Regions from separate parts of the Mus musculus genome. Here all the other regions are linked to region 1. The links are chromatin contacts, called in public Hi-C and HiChIP or PLAC-seq maps. All regions are on one chromosome and are shown on one strand. Each heading gives the region's core, a stretch centred on a gene start, on an enhancer-like site or on the middle of the called end of the contact. The rest is flanking DNA. Distances are from core to core; before and after follow the strand shown.

What was found. Hi-C and Micro-C count contacts between places; a contact is called where the count stands out from the background. HiChIP or PLAC-seq counts read pairs in DNA pulled down with a chosen protein or histone mark.
Region 2: a contact with region 1 is called in a Hi-C map of liver, with 2.5 times the contacts expected there. The contact joins the enhancer-like site here to the promoter of Sema4g in region 1. A contact is called at or near these places in 5 of 39 promoter capture datasets (the 3T3-L1 cell line, the C10 cell line, embryonic stem cells and 1 more), 2 of 484 Hi-C or Micro-C datasets (both in liver), 2 of 115 datasets of contacts at active chromatin or transcription factors (forebrain and neural tube) and 1 of 9 other capture datasets (macrophages).
Region 3: a FOXA1 HiChIP or PLAC-seq map of pancreatic cancer cells shows a contact between it and region 1. The contact joins the promoter of Bloc1s2 here to the promoter of Sema4g in region 1. A contact is called at or near these places in 6 of 39 promoter capture datasets (the C10 cell line, cranial neural crest, hippocampal neurons and 2 more), 1 of 484 Hi-C or Micro-C datasets (liver), 5 of 115 datasets of contacts at active chromatin or transcription factors (bone marrow-derived macrophages, embryonic midbrain, forebrain and 2 more) and 1 of 9 other capture datasets (embryonic stem cells).
Region 4: a contact with region 1 is called in a FOXA1 HiChIP or PLAC-seq map of pancreatic cancer cells. The contact joins the promoter of Fbxw4 here to the promoter of Sema4g in region 1. A contact is called at or near these places in 1 of 39 promoter capture datasets (liver) and 1 of 115 datasets of contacts at active chromatin or transcription factors (pancreatic cancer cells).

Annotation. Positions count from the first base shown.
Region 1 is chr19:44,987,983-44,990,660 of GRCm38.p6, reverse strand. It overlaps Sema4g (sema domain, immunoglobulin domain (Ig), transmembrane domain (TM) and short cytoplasmic domain, (semaphorin) 4G), which reads right to left and starts at 1,317. Exons shown (of 15, transcript NM_011976.1): 1 at 1,304-1,317.
Region 2 is chr19:44,127,340-44,130,017 of GRCm38.p6, reverse strand. Cwf19l1 (CWF19-like 1, cell cycle control (S. pombe)) reads left to right here. Exons shown (of 14, transcript NM_001081077.1): 5 at 606-820; 6 at 2,534-2,652. Among named protein-coding and RNA genes, the nearest start is that of Gm52383, 6.7 kb to the right of the region's middle. Within about 2 kb of position 1,332, at least 7 of the 459 cell types and tissues checked have an H3K27ac peak or open chromatin away from gene starts, as enhancers often do. A contact at or near this core is called in liver, where this site is marked.
Region 3 is chr19:44,145,091-44,147,768 of GRCm38.p6, reverse strand. It overlaps Bloc1s2 (biogenesis of lysosomal organelles complex-1, subunit 2), which reads left to right and starts at 1,323. Exons shown (of 5, transcript NM_028607.1): 1 at 1,323-1,410; 2 at 1,712-1,828. The coding sequence starts at 1,353. It overlaps Pkd2l1 (polycystic kidney disease 2-like 1), which reads left to right. Exons shown (of 15, transcript NM_181422.3): 15 at 1-132.
Region 4 is chr19:45,658,827-45,661,504 of GRCm38.p6, reverse strand. Fbxw4 (F-box and WD-40 domain protein 4) reads left to right here and starts at 1,312. Exons shown (of 9, transcript NM_013907.2): 1 at 1,312-1,729. The coding sequence starts at 1,476.

The sequences.
Region 1 (2,678 bases), core at 68-2,567:
ACCTGTCATCCATCCAGTGGATCATATATCCTCAGAGGTGAACAAGCAGGGCTAGATATTCAATAGGACGGTCTTGTTCACACACATTTGTAAAGGGGGCATTCACACAGAATTGTTGCTATTGGGCCAGGCATAGTGCACACATGTATTCTGAGTCCTCAAACACAGTTACATTCGGGCAGAGACAAGTAAGTACTCATGACATGCATAAAGGGGTCTGACTTGGGCTGCAGGCTTGGTGGCTGACAGTGTCTGCTGGGGTCAGATGCACGGCTGAATCCTGTCTCCTTTCCTGAAAGTCCTGCTCTCTCTCTCTCTCTCTCTCTCTCTCTCCCTCTGCCACCCCAAGGGGTGTGTGTGTGTGTGTGTGTGTGTGGTGTGTGTGTGTCTTCTGACCTGGAGTGAATGCCTGTAATGGAGAATGGCTAACCCAGGGAGGTGGAGGAGGAGGAGGAGAGGAGATCCTCGAGTTTAGCAAATGGAAGGTGAAATGCTATCTTAGCAGCCCTCTTCCTGCCCCGCTCCACACGCCCCCCTCCCCATCTCCCCCAGATTGCATTTCTAGATCTGGAGAACTGGGCTAAAGCGTCCAGCTCCATTTAACCTGTTGGGAGGGCCGAGTTAATGGCCAGGGGGTGGAGCATGCCACCCCTCCCCCCAGTACTAAGCGGGTTCAAGGTCTCCAGTTCACACCCCAGACTTCACTCCAAGTTTGGGTTCCTTCCCAGGGTTTGCCCGCTGAACTCTGATCATCTTCTGTTAGATCCTAGGGTGGAGAAAACTGGGGAGGGGAGGACCCCTCCCACAGGATCAATAGGCTTTCAACCTTCATCCCTGATGTCCGTCTGCCTGGGGTTAGCGGTATTTGCCTCTGTCCACTAAGATGGAGATCTCTTCAGATTTGAGGGTGCCTCTCCCTTGTCTTCCCCACCCTCCACCATCCTGGACAGTTCGAGGTTTTCTCCTTTGAACAGATCTAACCTCAGTATCTACTGCTGCGGCTCGAGGACAAGCTCTCCTTCGATCCCGCCGGACGCCAGGAGACATGACCCAGATCCTGGGGAACACTGTTCTCCACGCGGGTCCCGGGCACGCTGGGCGCCCCCGACTCCGAGAAGGCCGGTCTGCGCCCTGCGCGACCCGAGGCCTGGCCCGCGCCCCTCTAAACCCTTTTATGCGGGATTGGGGGTCTCGGCGGTGAAAAAGGCCTGGCTTAGCTTGGAGGGTGGAATGGATGCGGACAAGGCTTTGCCCGGCCGCAGCCCCCCGCACCGCCACCGCCCGCACTCCCCGCCTCCCTCACCTTTGCGCTGGGATCCGGGTCCATAGAGACAGCGACGTGCGGCTCGCGGCCCCACAGCACCAGCTGCAGGAGGAAGGGGCTGCGGCCGGAGCGAGGCGGGGTGGAGGCGGAGCCGGGGGTGGGGCGGGGGCCGGAGGCGGGCCAGAGGCGGGGGCGGGGAAGGGTGCCCGCCCTCCTTTGCGACCCCCACCACGCACAATAGACCCGATTTGTGGGAGATGCTCGAGGCCCACGGCTCCTGGCGTCCCCTTTCTTCCAGGCTCAGTCAGTCTGAGTATCGCCCGCCCCCTGGTGGGGGGGGGGCTACCACCGCGTGCGCCCTAAAACAGGCTGGTCCTACGGATCTGCTTTGGTCCTAAGACCCCTCCCATTTACCTACTGCAGGGACGCGTAACCCCCGGGTCCCGGAGTCTTGTACTCTGCTCTCTAACCTGTATCTCACTTCTTGCAAAACATGTTTGCCATGCCCTCCTGCCTTTGGTCTATGGAGCGGGTGTGCTGATGGGGACGACAGTATCAGATTTCTGCGTAGCTCTTGGTTCCCAGTTCAAGGTGTGATTCCTCACTCCCTGCTCCCTCCAGGCTATTCAGTTTGAGGTCAGAGTAGGTGAGATGGGGCCCTGAAGGGATGAAAAGACAGCATACAGAGAATGCTCTTTATGCACAAGAAAGCCATGCCACTACGTATGGATCACTCAACAAATCTCAGTCCAAACCCGGGCTCACCTCAAGGGATTGCGTTTATCATTTTCCATCGTCATTTTACCTCCAAACTTTCAGTGTTCCCAGGTATCCAAAAATTCTGTGCTTGCCAGGTTCAGCCTTCTTCCCTAACTCCTTTACGATGGTCTTCTCTGAAAACTCCGGCTCTCCTTTCCAAGTGCTATTTAGAGCGAATCGAGGGCTGGGGTTGGGGCTCAAGGGCACAGTGTTTGCCTAGCATGTAGGACACTCTGGTTTCATCTCCAGCATCACAGAAAAGCAAAAACAAAAGCAACAATGAACTCGGCTTTAAATCCTAGTGAATCCTGACCTCTGGCCTTGACCTCTCCACCTTTCAAAAAGAAAAAAAAAAAATCCGTGACGATAATGATGGGCAAAGAGGACCAAAATACGAGTCTAAAAAGCAGACTCTTGCATGTGCCTAGGAATTTAAGTCGTCTTCTAGTGGCGTATGAAACTGATGAGAGCCTGGGAAGAAACTTTCCTCTTTCAAGATTCCCCAGAGCTCATACAGTTTGGCACTCAATCTCATACAATCTCAGAATTTGGACTGTGTGTGTGGCTGCAGACTGCTAGACAGAAGGGCCCAGATCACACTTCCACCCCCCTGTTAGAATATCTCCTGGCACTCTGCAAACAGGATAGTGTGTGG
Region 2 (2,678 bases), core at 83-2,582, 860 kb after region 1:
CGGCTTGTCACAATCCTCAGTGTGTATTTTCAGTGTGTGTTAAGAACACTACTGTATTTGTCAGCCATTTTATTTGGTGAATTCCACTCAGTTCCTTCTTTCAGGCAGTGGTCCTGTTGGACCTGTGATGGCCTGAGGCACTGCAGCTGAATAGAATTTGATTGTTCTTTCTAGAGTAGATCGACTACTATAGATCCTGGGGAGTTGGTAACATCTACAACCATGAAAAATAAAGCTGAGAAGAGAATCAAGCTGTCAAGGGGGTAGAGTGAGGGGAAGCCAGGAGGTGACAGTACTGTGGTGACAGGCTGGCATGGGTGGGGAGCGGGGGAAACAGGCACTCTAGGGCGTAGACACCAGGTTCATAGAATCTGAGTGCAGGGTAAGAGGCCACTGCACTCCGGTCAGTGACCAGCAGCCACCACAGAAGAGCTCTTCAAACTTAGGGAACATGGCAGCCAGAGTGTAGCTTACTCTGAGTAAGTCACACTTACTCAGATGAGTGGAAAGGCAGAGAGCCAGGAGATGGAGCCTTGGGAAGGAGGAAGTGCCACATTTCCTCCTGCAGCTTTGTCTAAAACTCATTCATTTTTCTTTGAATCCAGGTCGGAAAGGTGTCTTCACTGGAAGCTCGGGGCTACAGATTGTATACCTCAGTGGGACCGAGTCCTTAGATGAACCAGTCCCAGCCCACAGCTTTAGTCCCAAGGATGTGTCTTCTCTGAGAACAATGCTGTGCTCGGCTTCCCAGTTTAAAGGTGTTGATATCTTACTCACGTCCCCGTGGCCCAAGTACGTGGGGAGCTTTGGGAATTCCTCTGTGAGTAGTGCTTGTTCAGTTGCAATTTTAAAGCAAATTATACTGGCTTAAGTTGGGGTTTAAAGTTTTTCTCTCTATTTTGAATATGTTAACTCTTAGTACCTTTTACTAGAAACATTTTGTGAAAAAAATTCAAGATTCTGTAATGTACATCTACTGACAAAAACAGTTGATCTCATAAAAATATAATTTGCAGATAAGATTGTGGAATCTTAATTATAAGCAAATGGTTCCTGGAATTACGTTCTCTACCAGTATTCTCCCTTAGCCTTCTTTGTATATTTTGTAAGTTTATTAATTCCCAGTGGAGAGATCTATAGCTATTGGCATCCCTCCAGTTGCATTATTTCCCCTTCCGTTCCAGAATATTGGGTTTGGCTATCACAGTATATTTCAAAATCAGGTCATTGTGAAATTGAGTCCAATAGTGTAAATATTTACAGATAGGGAACAAGGTGCTGAGCCTGAATTTCTGTTATGGACACAAATCTGGAATGCCCTGGAGGCCACCCCTGTATTTTTATTAATAGTCCTGAGAAGGGGCAGTTACTGTAAACTATGACATAACAATGCCTAAGAAGACCTTGGGAAGGTTGTGTAAGGGTAGAAAGCATCAGCTGAGCCTCAGTGGAGGGGAATGTAAGACTGAATCTGGGAATAAACCCTCACAACTGGATCCCGAATTCAGTGCTGTCCCAGAGCGACCTGTGTGTAGACCCGTCCTCCCTGACTCAGCACTAAGTGTCTGTGATCATAAAAGTCAGCAGGATGCCAGTGTCATCAGGGAGAGTGTTTGACAACCAAGAGCCTAGTTTCCTTACCAGCTGTGGTTCCTTCCCTTCTAGAAAGGGTGCCCCTCATTCTGGGAGAGCAAAAGCCAGCATAGGGCAGTAGGGGGGGAGACTTTGGTCAGAGTTTGTAAACAGCCATATAAGATTTTTATGAGGAAGAAAGCAATATACTTGGCTATCTTTGTGATACTACAACCAAGTTCAAGGTCAGTCACCTTTCTTTAGCAAACATAAGGTGAGAGCTAGGAGTATTCTGTGAGCAAATCTACCATGACAATATTTTACTTGCAAGCTTCTGTTTGTTTTGTTTTGTTTGAGGCAGGGTCTCTATATAGCCCTGGCTGTCCTGGAACTTGCCATATAGACCAGGATGTCCTTGAATTTATAAAGATCTGCCTGCGTCGGCCTCCAGCCTCCCGGGTGCTGGGTTAAAGCACCGGTAAGCTCTCCAGCATCGGTGTGGCTGTGCCATTTCCTTGTCTGAACAGCAGGACAGCTTGTGTGGTTCTGAGGCCCTTGACTGTTCGCTGGAGCCTGGGTGCTCTAAGTGTTAGTGTTTACTTTCTGCATTGACCACAGCTTACTCTGTGTGATACACGTGCACTATAAATCGTATTATGCAGATGTAGTTTGTAGTTTGTAGTTTATAGAGACCTCTTTTCAAAAGAAGTCTTAAAGTTTGTTTTAGAGGTTACTATGAAGGGATTGCCTTACCTTGTACCCTCTGGTTTCCAACAGTTGTGTCATTTCTGTAATTATAATATTCCAGTGTTCTTACATGTTTGATTGCCTAGGTATGCAGTTCACTGCAAATTCACATCTGTGTGTAAATTTGAAAGATATATCAAAACGTGTTTTTTGTTTCTTTACATTTCTTTATAATTCCTGAATCTGTGTCAATAACCAAGTTCCCATTTACTAGGGAGAAGTAGACACCAAAAACTGTGGCTCAGCTTTGATCTCCAGCCTCGCCGTGAGCTTGAAACCGAGGTATCATTTTGCTGCTTTGGAAAAGTCGTATTATGAGAGGCTTCCGTACCGGTGAGCAGCATCTCCAGGGGTCTCTA
Region 3 (2,678 bases), core at 74-2,573, 840 kb after region 1:
AAGGAATCAAGCCAGAAAGGCTATCAGGATTCATTGATCTTTTGGACTAATATGTGGTGGTCTCTGGCTCTCTTCGTCATAGGACAATGTGAGGTTCCAAGGTGATTAGCAATAAAATTCTTTAGAAAACCACGTCTTTGCATTTCCTTCTGGGGCTATTGAGAGAAGAGAGAAGGATAAGAGTGTAAGACATTGTTGTACACTCTCTGGAATGTACTGGGGGCCATGTCAATCTCAGGGAGGTTGCTTCTCCCAGCAATCTTGAAATAAGAAGCCTTGGTTCATAGGAATGTTTGAAACGGCGGGTACTTTGATTATCCTATAGAAAGGAGTGGAGAGAAGGAGAATCAGTCTAGGGAGAATCAGTCTTCAGAGAGGAGATTAGAGGATAACCAAGACTAAGTTAAACTTAGTCAAAAACTCTACACTTAAGATTTTGGATGCTCAGGAGCCTGCATCCTGAAAACCCTTACACACCTCTTTCCCCCTCTCCAGTGACTCTCATTCCCTCACACTGAGCCTTCTATTCATCCCTGTCACCCCCACCTGTTCTCACCACCCCCCTCCCCCAAGCATTCCGTAAACCCGCTAGACGCGTGCAACAACTAAGTATAATCAAGATAACCTATGTGTCAGTGACGTCGGAAGTTTCCTTCAAGAGAGGTCCTTTCAACTAAACATTAGGGGCTAGCTTGCACTTCAAGAGATGTGAGTCAGAGAGTTGATACTAGTCCAAGGCCTATGGGAAAGGTAAGGGAGATTCCATCAAGAATCAAGGCCAAAGCCGGGCGGTGGTGGCACATGCCTTTAATCCCTGATTTCTGAGTTTGAGGCCAGCCTGGTCTACAAAGTGAGTTCCAAGACAGCCAGGGCTACACAGAAAAATCCTGTCTCGAAAAACCAAAAAAAAAAAAAAAGAAGATTCAAGGCCGAAATCTTGTGGGAGACACCCTGTAAAAGCGAATCCCTGAACAATTCTTTGATGAACAAAACATGTCAGGGTGCTGGTGTCTGGGGAGGAGGCCACCTCTCTCCAATAACTTTAGCTGACATGTTATGATGGGTCCACAACCCAAGACAGGCCGTGGCTGGCACAAGTGACCGTTCTAGAGTGTGGCTGCAGGGACGAACGCATTGCCAACCAGGTACTGTGATCTCAGTAACGGGCTAATTCGCAATAGCCTTAGCTTCAGTTTCAGCTTCATGCTTGGACTTTGATAAAAGGTCCTTATTTGAGGTGTGACTTGGGCAAGCCGATCAAAGCAAGGAAGCTGTGAGCAAGCGGCGGGGCGGGGCACCCGCGGGGCGCACGCGCAGATGCCCTTAGAACCGGAAGCAGCCTTGGGTCGGGCATGGCGGCGGCTGCGGAGGGCGTCCCGGCGACGCGACGGGAGGAGCAGCCACCTCGAGGTACTACCCTGTGTGGATGGAGATGCGGCGGCTGATGGTGGGGAGGCTAGGTCCGGATGCAGGAGCCGGTGGACCTGTCTACCGCAGTCAGGGCACTGAGACGAAAGCCTAGCTCCTGAGCATGGGAACGGAGTTGGCGTTTCAGGTGGGCGGGTGCGAGGAGAAGGGACGGGATGGTGGCAGGAGGAGAACGAAGGCGGCGGGAGCCCAAGTCGGGAGGGACTTAGGAACCGTCCGCTTTGGCTGGATTAGGTCTGGGGATAGGACGTTTACTCCTCACCTCCCACCCACACCTTGCCAGATGATGCTGCGGTGGAGACAGCCGAGGAAGCAAAGGAGCCTGCCGAAGCTGACATCAATGAGCTCTGCCGGGACATGTTCTCCAAAATGGCCACATATTTGACTGGGGAACTGACAGGTGATACGCAACCCCTTCTGGCTGATCCCAGCTGTGTATTTGCATTTGACTTCACGGAAATCTGAATGGTGCTTTAGCAGCCTCTGGTCAGTCCATGGTTGAATGGGAGGAAAGGAGCCGCTCTCCCCCTTGTCTTTCCCCAGGGAAGCACACCAACCACTTTTGAAACACAAATCTGCAGGCCTCTTGTCATAAAGGCCAACAACAAGAATTCCACACTGTTAGTCCAGAAGTGCCCCGCCGGGGGAGAAGTATATTTTAAGCAGAGTTGTGAAGGAAATGGAAGGGGGGGGGTACGTGAAACAGTCCAGTTAGTAAAAGAGCTGGAGTAAGCAAGCATTTGATGAAACCTGAAGGTTAGTCTGAAGATTTGCTGACCCACCCGTGGGACACGGTTAGATTTTAGTTCAGTGTCCCTGCGTCTGCATCTGTGTCTGTGTCTGAGGCAGAGTCAGAAAGCAGAGGCTGGACCTTCTGGGGTGACATAAGAACTTATACTGTTTCACTGCTCTGTGAAAAAATTACTCTCTCTCTCTCTCTCTCTCTCTCTCTGTGTGTGTGTGTGTGTGTGGCTTAGAACGACTTTCGAGAGTTGGTCCTCTTCTTAGACCACGTAGGTCACGAGGACCACGCTCTGATCTTCAGGCTTGGTAGCAAGGGCCCTCTCACAGGCCCCACCCCAGGAAATTTTTCTGTGAGCCCAATTTGTGAACCAGGATCTATGAGGAAAGGTTTAGTAGAGAAGTTGGGGGGTTGTAAGTCGCAGATTTTCTCTGCCTGATCGTTCACTTATTTTTGAGCAAGAGAGACCAAGTAACAAAAATCCAGATATATGGGTTCTCCCCACAAA
Region 4 (2,678 bases), core at 63-2,562, 670 kb before region 1:
ACAATTATACGAAATATACTGAATTCAGTTCAGTATGTCCAGACTACTAATAATTAACATGTAGTTTAGAATTATGTAAGACATCTCACATTCTTTTTCCTGTCTAGCTCTTCAAAATCAGCTGTGTACCTCACTTATGCTTACAGCACGCTCAGACCTGGAGACCCTGCCTTTCACACACACAGAAAGAAGCCACATGTGATTAAAGTGGCCCCACAGATCCAATGGGACAGCATCGATCTGTACTTCTGAAGCTTAGATTGGTTCAGGTGGATCCAGTGGGTGGTATGGGAAACGGATCCCTAGTAATCTTGTAGATTCAGCTCTGCCTATGTAACGGCTACTAAAAAACCCCTGCTTGGCCACGTGCTGCTTCGTTTGGGAGCTGCGGACTCAGGATCTAGAAGGTTGGTTTTACCTCCCTCATTGTTGTCGAATCATACTGGGACAACCTACAGGACCTTGGTTGACATCCTTCGTGAGACCAAGGGCAATGGAACTTTCTAACGTCTGGCTTGCATTTTTTTAAGAATCTGGTTTGTGGCTTGTGGAAAGAAGGCATCAACCTGGGGAAGAGGAAGCCTCATGGGACCAAAAGGCCCCTTGAGGGCAGAGGCTCAACTTTGATAGTTCCTGAAGCCACAGGCTCCTCTTGTGACGTAGGTGGGAGTTTTCTGTGAACCTTTCAGCAATCTGTCTGTCTGTCTGTCTCTGTCTTTTTAATTTGGACAGTCTCTTGCTCTGTAGGCCAGGCCGGCCTTGAACTCATGGCCATCCTCCTGCCTTAGCCTCATGCCGGGATCACAGACGAGAGCCATCAAGCTCGCTTTCTCCATCCGGTCTTGAAGACACACGCTTCAACTAGATGTTCCTGGTGCTCCAGAAGATGGGGATGTCAGTGACCAGGTTGGGGTTCGCACCCCGAAATACAGGCGTGAGGGGCGGGTCTCGGCTTGGGCCCGCGCCGCCCCATGTGACCCGGTCCGACGTGGTGTCGCCTCCTCTCGAGGAGGCGGTGGCGTCTTCGGCTGTGCGTCGAGCCGGCCCCGCGGCCGCTCATGAGCAGCCAGGGCCGCTCGGGTCCCCCCGGGAACCGCGGGCCCAGGGAAGGCGAGGGCGGGGAGGCGAGGAAACTGCAGGAGGCGAGGGTCGCGCGGGGAAAGCAAGGGAAAGGGAAAGGGAAGGGGAAAGCAGGTACCGGGCACGGCGGAAGAGGAAGCGGGGCGGAAGGAAAGCCGGGCCTGCAGCCGGAGAGGAAGGCAGCGGGGCCGGCGGCTGAGGCAGGCCGGGGACAGGAAGGCGAGGGAGGCGAGGAGGAAAGGCCGAGAAGCTCCGGGAAGCGGGATGAGGGCAGCGCAGAGCCGGGGAAGGAGGAGCGGAGGGTCGGGGCCGGGCGGCGGGAGGACGACAGCCTGGAGAGAGGACAGGAGCAGGGACCTCAGGCGTGCGGCGGCATCCCGGGAACCCGGACGGCCATGGCGGAGGACGCGGCGGAGGATGCCGCAGCGGCGGCCGTGGAGCCGGCCACCCGTCCGGCCGCGGGGCCCGCGCTCTGGCGCCTGCCGGAGGAGCTGCTGCTGCTCATCTGCTCCTACCTCGACACGCGGGCCCTCGGCCGCCTGGCCCAAGTCTGCCGCTGGCTGCGGCGCTTCACCAGCTGCGACCTGCTCTGGCGCCCGATAGCCCGGGCCTCGCTCAACACCGGCTTCACGCGGCTCGGCACCGACCTGTAAGCGCCCGCTCGCCCGCCCGCTCCCCGCCCCGGGCCGGCCAGCGTCCTGGGAAAGGGCGGGGCGCCGAGGCCTGGTCGGCTCGGGACCGTGTGGCACCCGGAATACTGAAGCCCAGACTTGCCCCCCACCCCCTCCCTCTCCCCTCCCCCAGCACCCTCGAGGAATACTGGTGTCACCCCTCTTCAAGATTCCCCAACCCGAGGAAACTTCCGGAGAGCATTCCTCAGTCGGCACCCTCCCCCGTGGGCGGCTACTCACAGTTAGCCATCCTAAAATGAGTATTCCCAAAGGTTTGGCTCCCTGGGTTCCTTGCCCTGTGTCCTGTGCGACAGACAGGACCTGAAGGGTGACTCCTGCTGGTTCTAGGGCCCAGGCCCAGGTCCACCAACGTGGTTTTTGTGGCCTTTCGTCCTGCCCACCCTCTCAAAGGTTGTTAGGTTTCAGGGCTCAGATCAAATTAAATGTGCAGAAAAGGGCTCAGAACCTTAAAAAAACAAAAACAAAAACAAACAAAAAAACCTTTCAGTTCCATTGTCAACCTATTTTAGGACTTAATTCAGGTGGAAGGACCCACAAAAGATGTCTGTGTGAGGCATCAAGTTGGATTTGGGGTAGGCGGTATCCAAGATAGGCAGTTTGACCTAGTAATATCTGAGACCCGTGGATGCAAACCATTCCTAAAACACTCAGGCTGTTAAACAGGAAGGGGAGAGCGTGTATGACAGTCACAGAACTGGTCAGGATAAACGCTTTCAGACTGCACCCTGCTCTTGCTTTGTTGTAACATATGCGAATATAATAAAGTTTTAAAAAACCGTAAGAAATGATCATTTGATGCACTCCTATTTCCATTTTAAAAGTTTTTCAGTTGCACACCCCCTAACCCTACTACCCCCCACCCCCCACCCCACTTCCCCATCCTAACAGAATGAATGCTTAATGAAT